Regions from separate parts of the Mus musculus genome. Here all the other regions are linked to region 3. Evidence: chromatin contacts called from public HiChIP or PLAC-seq data. All regions are on one chromosome and are shown on one strand. Each heading gives the region's core, a stretch centred on a gene start, on an enhancer-like site or on the middle of the called end of the contact. The rest is flanking DNA. Distances are from core to core; before and after follow the strand shown.

Evidence for each region. HiChIP or PLAC-seq counts read pairs in DNA pulled down with a chosen protein or histone mark.
Region 1: a contact with region 3 is called in an H3K27ac HiChIP or PLAC-seq map of stem cell-derived neural progenitor cells, with 2.2 times the contacts expected there. The contact joins two enhancer-like sites.
Region 2: a BATF HiChIP or PLAC-seq map of CD8 T cells shows a contact between it and region 3, with 9 read pairs. The contact joins two enhancer-like sites. A contact is called at or near these places in 2 of 484 Hi-C or Micro-C datasets (bone marrow-derived macrophages and nephron progenitors) and 4 of 115 datasets of contacts at active chromatin or transcription factors (CD8 T cells, effector CD8 T cells, pancreatic cancer cells and 1 more).

Annotation. Positions count from the first base shown.
Region 1 is chr4:9,135,101-9,137,800 of GRCm38.p6, reverse strand. Gm50597 (a long non-coding RNA gene) reads right to left here. Exons shown (of 2, transcript XR_001784233.1): 2 at 1,628-2,091. Gm34288 (a long non-coding RNA gene) reads left to right here. Exons shown (of 4, transcript XR_881105.2): 2 at 2,277-2,337. Among named protein-coding and RNA genes, the nearest start is that of Gm34288, 6.2 kb to the left of the region's middle. Within about 2 kb of position 1,415, at least 95 of the 459 cell types and tissues checked have an H3K27ac peak or open chromatin away from gene starts, as enhancers often do. A contact at or near this core is called in stem cell-derived neural progenitor cells, where this site is marked.
Region 2 is chr4:9,065,086-9,067,785 of GRCm38.p6, reverse strand. No RefSeq gene overlaps it. Among named protein-coding and RNA genes, the nearest start is that of Gm50597, 55 kb to the left of the region's middle. Within about 2 kb of position 1,340, at least 56 of the 459 cell types and tissues checked have an H3K27ac peak or open chromatin away from gene starts, as enhancers often do. A contact at or near this core is called in CD8 T cells, effector CD8 T cells and stem cell-derived neural progenitor cells, where this site is marked.
Region 3 is chr4:8,798,484-8,801,183 of GRCm38.p6, reverse strand. The region is part of intron 3 of Chd7 (chromodomain helicase DNA binding protein 7); the gene reads right to left. Among named protein-coding and RNA genes, the nearest start is that of Gm46841, 83 kb to the right of the region's middle. Within about 2 kb of position 1,408, at least 183 of the 459 cell types and tissues checked have an H3K27ac peak or open chromatin away from gene starts, as enhancers often do. A contact at or near this core is called in CD8 T cells, effector CD8 T cells and stem cell-derived neural progenitor cells, where this site is marked.

The DNA.
Region 1 (2,700 bases), core at 166-2,665, 340 kb before region 3:
TTTACTCCTGATACTATGTACAAACAGAAAAACAAAGATAAAAATGTCAGTCCGTGTTCACACAACCTGGGGCTTCACAAGAGGTTTGCAAATGTGGGTAGTGGCTAGCTAACATATACCCATTACTACACGCTATGAGGGTGTGGGGAGGAAAAGAGAATGTGGTGTGTGTGTGTGTGTGTGTGTGTGTGTGTGTGTGTGTCAACATCTACTATATAAATAAATGCAGAAATAAAATAGTAAAAAAAAAAAGCCAGAAATATGTTTGATGCCTTTATTGATCGCACTGACCTTTCTTAAGTAATAAATATCCAAGCGAGGTCAAGGCTCTCTTGGTGTCAATGTCTCAGTGAGATCACTTTACTGAATCAAAGGGAGAGACCAAGGAGGAAAGGAGAGGAAAAGGAGGGGCTAATGGAGAATGGGGCTCACACTATGCAGGACCCAAAGGGGGCAGATGCTTTGGGTCCATTTTATGTCAGATGCATCTGTACCCACCTGGAACAGGTATTATTGTTAGTCCCATCTGGATGAGTTCAAATGAACTCAAACCGAGCACAAGTCTGGATTGTTTCCCTCAGTAACACAGAGGGCAGCACCTGGCTCAACAGATAATGATCTCATTCTGCCACTAGCCCCTTCATATGAATATTATAACAGAAATATTCTTGAGCTGTTTTGACTCAAAGGGGGAAAAAAAAAACAGGGTGAATATTTCGTAAATACAGGTTGGGCTGCTAGATGAGTTGCAAACATTTGCTTCGACTGTATCTATCCAGCAAAATGCATCGCTTCTCACAGGGTCATGTAACACGCAGCTGCCTGCCCAAATCGCCCAGCTATAGGCATGACTATTACACAAGAGGGCTTTCATTTACACAGGCCCAGGAGCGATCGGATAGAGGAAAGAATCAATACCGTCTGTAGAGAAATAAATCGCACTGGAAACGGGGAAGCAGGGGCTGTTTGTGTGGCAGCCAGGAATCCTCTACCAAAGACGCCATGATTTAATCTGCTGAAGAGCTTCCGGGGAAGGCTGGGGCCCACCCTTCCCTGCAGCTCTGCTTGGAGACCCTCTCAGGTTCCTGCAAAGCGCCCTTTTGACAGCCTGAGCTCAGAGTGGACTTCGCTGCCACCAAAGCCACTAGGTGAAAATCACAAAACAAAAACAAAAACAAAAACAAAAACAAAAACAAAAACAAAAACAAAACCCTGCTCGGCATCACTGCTGGTGCTTCTGAAAGCAGTATGAAAGAGATTCCTGCGACCAGCGAGCTTGCCCGCAGCCCTCACTTCACCACCTTCAGCTCCTTTCATTATTCTGTGAGCTGACTTGCCTTCTGCCTGGCCACACACAGCCTTGCTGGAGATGTGCCTGCTTCCTCGGTATTGCTATCCAGGACAATTGCATCCTTGGCCTGCGTCACAGGTCCCAGATCCCAGCCCCTCGGCCCTGAAGGCTCAGCCTTGGCCTGCCCTGCACCCCTGCCCCTGATGACGGCGCCCCCACGTGTGATTCTTGAGGATTTGGTGGTAAATGAGTTCACTGTCTCCTGCATTTTCACAAAATCCTTCTGAAGCTGGAAGAATGTGTCATCGACTGATAAAAATGCTAAATGACAACTCATTTTCATTTTGCAGAACAGAATTGTTTAATATTTCATTTCTATCACCTGCTCATTTTAGGGCAGCCCACACATGACAGGAAGGGCTCCCCGGAGAATTGCTTAAAAGGTTAAAGCTTCCGACAAGCAGCCATCCTGAGGCTCTGCTTCCCGGCGGTCGCGCGCCCAAGTCCGCCTTCGTTGATGTCTCAATGCTGCCCTCTGCTGGCGAGTGGAGCACCGGCATAGCCTGGAAATGAGACACTGAGAAGCCACAGGAGCCCAGCGGGGCTGTGAGAAGCGTGGAACACATGAAGTTTTCTACCTCCTCCAAGGGCATCCCGACCTCTTCTGAGGGTCTTTCAACTGCTCTTTCGCCAGCATGGATTCCTCTGCCAATTTTCAAGTTGTCTGCACACCAATAATGGCGAGAAGCCATGTGTCCAAAGGCTTTCCTCCCTGAAGGACTGATGGATGTTGAAGATGCCTGACAAGGTCAAATGAGGTCAAGTTGAAAAGAGCGACAGTGCATAGGGTGGACAGGTCGGATCTGAGGATAAAATACAAACGTATGCCACCAGCCACAAGCCCCATAAAATCCTCACAATGGGAACCCAATCCCTCTACTCAGCTAGCCCAACCCACATCACTCCAGCAGTCTTTCTTTTCCAGGTTTCAATTATCTGTCCTCACCCACGTTCTGAAAATGTTACGTGGAAAGTTCCATACATAAGTAAGTTGTACGTTTTGTATTGAATGCTATTCTAAGTGGGGCAATGACACTTCACAGTATCCAGTCCCTTCCTATCTGGAATGAGAATCGAACCTTTGTTCTCTGTATCCACACTATATAGGCTACCTTCCCGTTACTCACGTGACCCTCAGCTCGCTTATTGAGGTATCACAAAGTTTGTGCTCAGTAAACCAAATTTACTTGTACAACAACCCCTTCGAGCAAGACAGGCAATGCTAGGAATTTAGGCGTGCCAAAGACAAGTTGGAAAGTGCTTTTGATAAATGGGAAGGTGCTATAATAATAAGCTTAATAAGAAAAGAACAAAACGTCTAGTAACATTGTTAAGATCTACACTTTCAG
Region 2 (2,700 bases), core at 91-2,590, 270 kb before region 3:
ATGCCATTAAAATACTATTAGTCTTCCTGAGTTTCAAGGTTTTCTCTTTCTTTCTTTCTTTCTTTCTTTCTTTCTTTCTTTCTTTCTTTCTTTCTTTCTTTCTTTCTTTCTTTCTTTCGTTCAGCTTTCTTTTTTTCTTTCTCTCTTTCTTTCTTCCTTCCTTCCTTCCTTTCTTCCTTTCTTCCTTTCTTTCTTTCTTCTTTCGTGTGTGTGTGTGTGTGTGTGTGTGTGTGTGTGTGTGTGCTATGTGCATGCTGTGACTTTATGCACTGGTGCCTCACTCAGTGGGAAGCTCACTGTTTCTGCTAGACTGGCTCACCACTGAGTACCTGGTACACACATGTCTCCATCATCTTTAATTGAGAGGTTACTAGCATGTTCTAGATTTTCATGGTCAGAGTCCTCCTAGTTGTCATGGAGTGGCATTAAACTGTCTCCACACCTAGCCCCAGGGGAATGCTTGTAACCCAGGTCTCAGTCATCCTCATAAACCATAAAGAACAGAGGCCACAACAGTGAGACTCGGGAACATTCTCTACTACATGATCTAAGAAGAGGCAACTGAGACTAAACATAAGACAATGCCCTGGTTCTCCGGAGGCTCTTTTGGTGCACATAAGATTTCATGCTGAAGTCAACACAATCGAAGGCTTTGACACAACACAAAAATGACCAGGTGGTACTGATATGCAGAGCCTGAATGGTGGTGTGCCAGAGCTAACCTACTCCTCTCAGCTTCTGTGAGTCAATAAATCCTTTTTGTGACTAAGCCAGTTTGGGTTGGGTTTTTTTTTTCCCCCTGTGTTTGCAACTAAATAATCCCAACAGACATCCATCAAAGTACCCTTCCCCAATGGGAGCCTCACACTTTGATTCTGTAAAAAAGATAACTGGTTTCTTTAGCCAGCTCCACTGTGAACGAACCAGGCATGTTAGAGAGTACTGTGTGGGTAAGGGATGCTATCTTTCCTTTGGGGGTGCCTGCGGTTCACATTTCTGAATGGGCCAGAAACGCCTATAAATTTCACCTGTTGACATATTTTCTTTGCAAGCATTTGTACTACTTCAAGGGAAGGAACCGGAAAGAGAGGTGGAGAAGGGAAGGCATGAGACAGAATATTAGTGACTATGCAGGAAGCAATATAGGTGGTGGCCTTTTAGCAAAGGCCTGGCATGTGGGCACATGTGGTGTGACTTCTCAGTAGAGGAACTAATCTGGCAGCGTTATCTGATCTGGAACGGAAAGAAAAAAAAGAAGCCTTCTCTCTTCTGTGCCCTTGTTTGCTGTGACTGAAAGTGTTTTGGTGTGAGGATGGCACTGGAGTGTTCACAATTGAGCCCTGACGACAGGCTGGGCTCAGTGGGAAATTGGAGTGTTTTCCAGTTGCCAACAGTCAGTTCATGAAAGTGGCCTTTTGTTTCGTGAAATCCAGGGCAGGCTTTTGACTGAAAACTCAAGTGAAGCATGCTGAAGCTTCAAGCTGAAGAGGTAGGGAGTTTCTCAAGCCTTTCTGAGCCATAGAGATTCCCTTGCCATCACGTCCAGGCAGAGGAGGCTGTAGAAGCAGACTTGAACAGGGTCTGTGGACCTGAGAGTTTACTAATCAACTGGTTCAAAGATTGCCTCCTGCTATTACCTGGCTTTGAGCCCTTGGATACAAGAGTTGATCTCTTTGAATTCGTGCCCTCATCTGTACATCTGTTCTTGATATTAGTAATTAGTCACATTATACTGACTAGTAGAACCCATGGTACATAACAACAAATCAAATCAGATAGTTCCCTGACACATGATTTACTTCGTACAGCTTTGGTGACCCACAGTCAACAGCAGTCAGGGAAGATTCTATAGAGATTTCAGGAACACACAGCTCCTAAGATGAATGGCACATTGTTCTGAGAAGGAGGGGGTAGCCCACAGTGCCCTGCTCCTTTCTGCTCAAGCCTGAGTCCACCCTCTGTATAGCATGTGTACACTCTATGCTCTCTGAGTCCCTTAGTCTCCCATGAGACATCTCAGCCTTCAGATAGACTACAATGATATTGAAATTCTCAAATTTAAGTAACCTTTATTTTTCTTACAAATGACCCCAATGTAAAAAAGTTCTGATGCTGGCAACTTAAGCATAGCATGCTTTTATCGTTATTCAGCCTTCCTCTGAATTTTGTAGCTAGTCTCCAACTGTGGCTGGTGTAACTTCATCTTACATGCATGCACGTGTGGCACATATATACATGTTTGCATGTGTGTGTATGTGTGTGAGAATGAGTGTGGCTCAATATGATCATCAGACATGCATGGGGTCTTGGGTTGTGTTACACATGGATACACAGACCTGCTGATGCAAATTAACAGTGACAGAATGTCACTCACCTGTGGAGATATATGCCAACCCACTTGGGAGACTAAGGGACTCAGAAGGCATAGAGTGTACACATGCTGTACAGAGAGAGAGTGGACTCATGCCTGAGCAGAAAGGAGCAGTGCACTATGGGCTACCCCCTCCTTCTCAGAACAGTGTGTAATTTCATCTTAGGATCAGTGTGTTCCTAAAATCTCCATAGAATCTTCCCTGACTGCTGTTGACTGTGGGTCACCAAAGCTGTAGGAAGTGAAACGTGTGTCAGGGAACTATCTGATTTGATTTGTTATGGACCATGGAGTCTACTAATATAATTTAACTAATTTACTAATGTCAC
Region 3 (2,700 bases), core at 159-2,658:
TAATTAAGGTTTGACAACAAAACTTATAATTGATGACCTTCAGCAAATTTCTCACCCATTGAAACAGAACTGGATGTAGAACTTTGAACACTTCACAGAATTCTACCCCCAGCCCCTGCTGACATACAAAGCTGTGACAAAAAACCTAGGATGTCTCTTTGCTAAAAAGTCGGGTGAAGACCAATTCTTTTAACCAAAGGGGGGAAAAATACCATCTAATGACTATACCCTTATTTCTCTGGCACAGAGTTTCACACAGTCATTTTTTAAGTCCAATGGTGACCGGTACATTTTTACTAAAAATTAATTTCCTAGAAATACATAATTTTATTTAATTCGGTGTTCTTGTCTATGAGTAAGTTTCCTTTTGGTGCTAAGCATTTTGGAGGGATAGCCACACTTGGCCTTCATTTCCTCCAGTGCTAGCAACTGGACATGCTGGACAAGAGCTCTCTCTACCACTGAGGCCACCACCAGCCCCACAATTAGCATTTCTACCAAAAGCTAAGTCTTTGAAATTATAAGCGTGTGCTTGTTTCTCACCAATAACTGAAGCTCGCTTTCCATGTTCCTGAGAAACACCAGGAGTTGAATGGTAAACCAAAACACAGGAAAAATAAAATTCTTGGGTTATCCCCACCCCCAAAACCGTTCCTCACAGTACTTTTAGAGCAAACACTCAGTGTTCCCTTTCATCTACACTCTGCACCCAAGACTTCTTACCATCAAATGACTGTTTGTTATATATACAACACAGAAAATGTATGATCCGAATACCAGCCTTCTGTTTTGTTTTGTTTTTTTTACTATTTCTAGGGTGCCTCAAGCTCTAAGTAGCTTGAAAAACTAAAGATACATATTTCAAAACCCCACATTTATTAAATGTTATAAAGTCCCAGAGAAGCTCACCAAGAGAGGCCCTAAGAAAGATGTTGTTGAGCCACTAGGAAGAGGCTGCAGCAGCTAATGATTCTAAGTACAGATGTGTCACGTTAAACCCTTCCAAAGTGTGTCAATAGCGTTTCCGGCACACACCTAGGGCAGCGTTCTCCACTAATATGTTTTTGATCATCTTAAACCTGTTGTTTTTTACATACTCAGAGCTTATTTTGATACATGAGCATTTTAGCATAGCAAACAGCTACATCAGGAAACAACTGAAAACAATTCAAGATGATCACAAATAGCAGTTACATTTCAAAAATTGATTTTATTTACAAAAAATTAAAAAATAAAAAGAGGTGGTGTGACTAAGTCAGAGAAATCCACAGACAGCAGAATATTTTTTAAATTAAAAAATTCATGCAGCAGTTCCTGAGGAGAGTGTCCTGGTGTTTACACTACACACTGACAGAAGTCTCCCCTACCATGAGGCTCCATTTCCAGCATTTATTTCCGCTCTAACTGCCACAAATTATACAATACTACAGCTGAACACTGGGCCCCTTTCCTTTCATCTGCACGCCAAGAGCAATCAGATTACCCTGGTAACCAGCGGTCACGTGACCAGCACCTGCTCTTTTGGCTGGATGCCACTGACTAAAGCCATCTGCTTCCCTCAATCAGCTTTCAAACACTCTCAACACCTGCGCTGCAGTGTTTTGTGGTTTCTTTTATAAAATCAGTGCAAAACTGCTTCCAAAACTTTACATATTTCTCGAATTTGTTTAAATCAGAGGTAGGTCTGTCAAAGAGCTGAACCACTGCCAGGTAAACTGAGCGGCGGTGCATGTTTTCCATGGTGACCTCGATCAAGCAGCGCGGAGGATGGAGTTCAAGTTTGTGGGGTTTCGGGCTGTGCAAGCGGCACCCTGCAGGAGCAAAGGCTGCCTGTCTGCTTAGTGCCCAGAGCCAGGTTTGAGGAAACATCTATTTGCTGGGGGACAGAAACACTAATGACTTTCCATCTGCTCCATCCAAGGATGCACTGTACAGAACCTCCAAGATGGCTGGAAGTCAGACAGGCAGGGCCTCTCCAAATGCTTAGACAAAAACCTCCCAGCCCAGGCAAGCACTTTCAGTTCTGATTACTGCAAGAGGCAAACTCATTAGAGCTCACGACATTCCTGCTGAGGCACAGCTAGGTTCTCCCACCCACCAGTATACAATCAAGCACCCTAAGAAGTCAGAAAAAGACTAAGGGGTCTTCAGTGGCCACCCAGACACTTTATAAACCAGGACAATATTCAATCACTTACATCACATCATTATGATTTTGGAATAAGCCAATCTGGACTCCTATGAAGTGTAATATTCAAACTGTTTTGACCTACGTAAAACACAAGTCAATTTTTTTCTTCTACCTGAAGTACTACAGAATGCTGGTTTCCACCAGACAGGAGTCAGCCTGAGCTCTAACCGCCACAGCTCCAACTGGGACTCTGGATAAATCACATCTAGTTTCCCTGCACCTTCATTCCCTCATCTATCCCATGAGGGCAAGATCTGCACCGCTCAGTATTTCTGTGGGTTTGAATGAGAAAAGACAAGAAAGGAGACAGCGTTGGACAGAGATGGTCACTCTCTGCACACCCCTGGAAGACAAGCAGCACATCTGTGCAGTGCATGCTCTCTCTCTGCGACCCAGACCCAGACCCACCAGTGCCAATTCAGTGGCGGAACACATGGAGAAAATCCACAAGCTTCGAGTATCAGCTCACTTAAAGAGCGTTCACAGAAGGAACACCGATGATAGCGTTA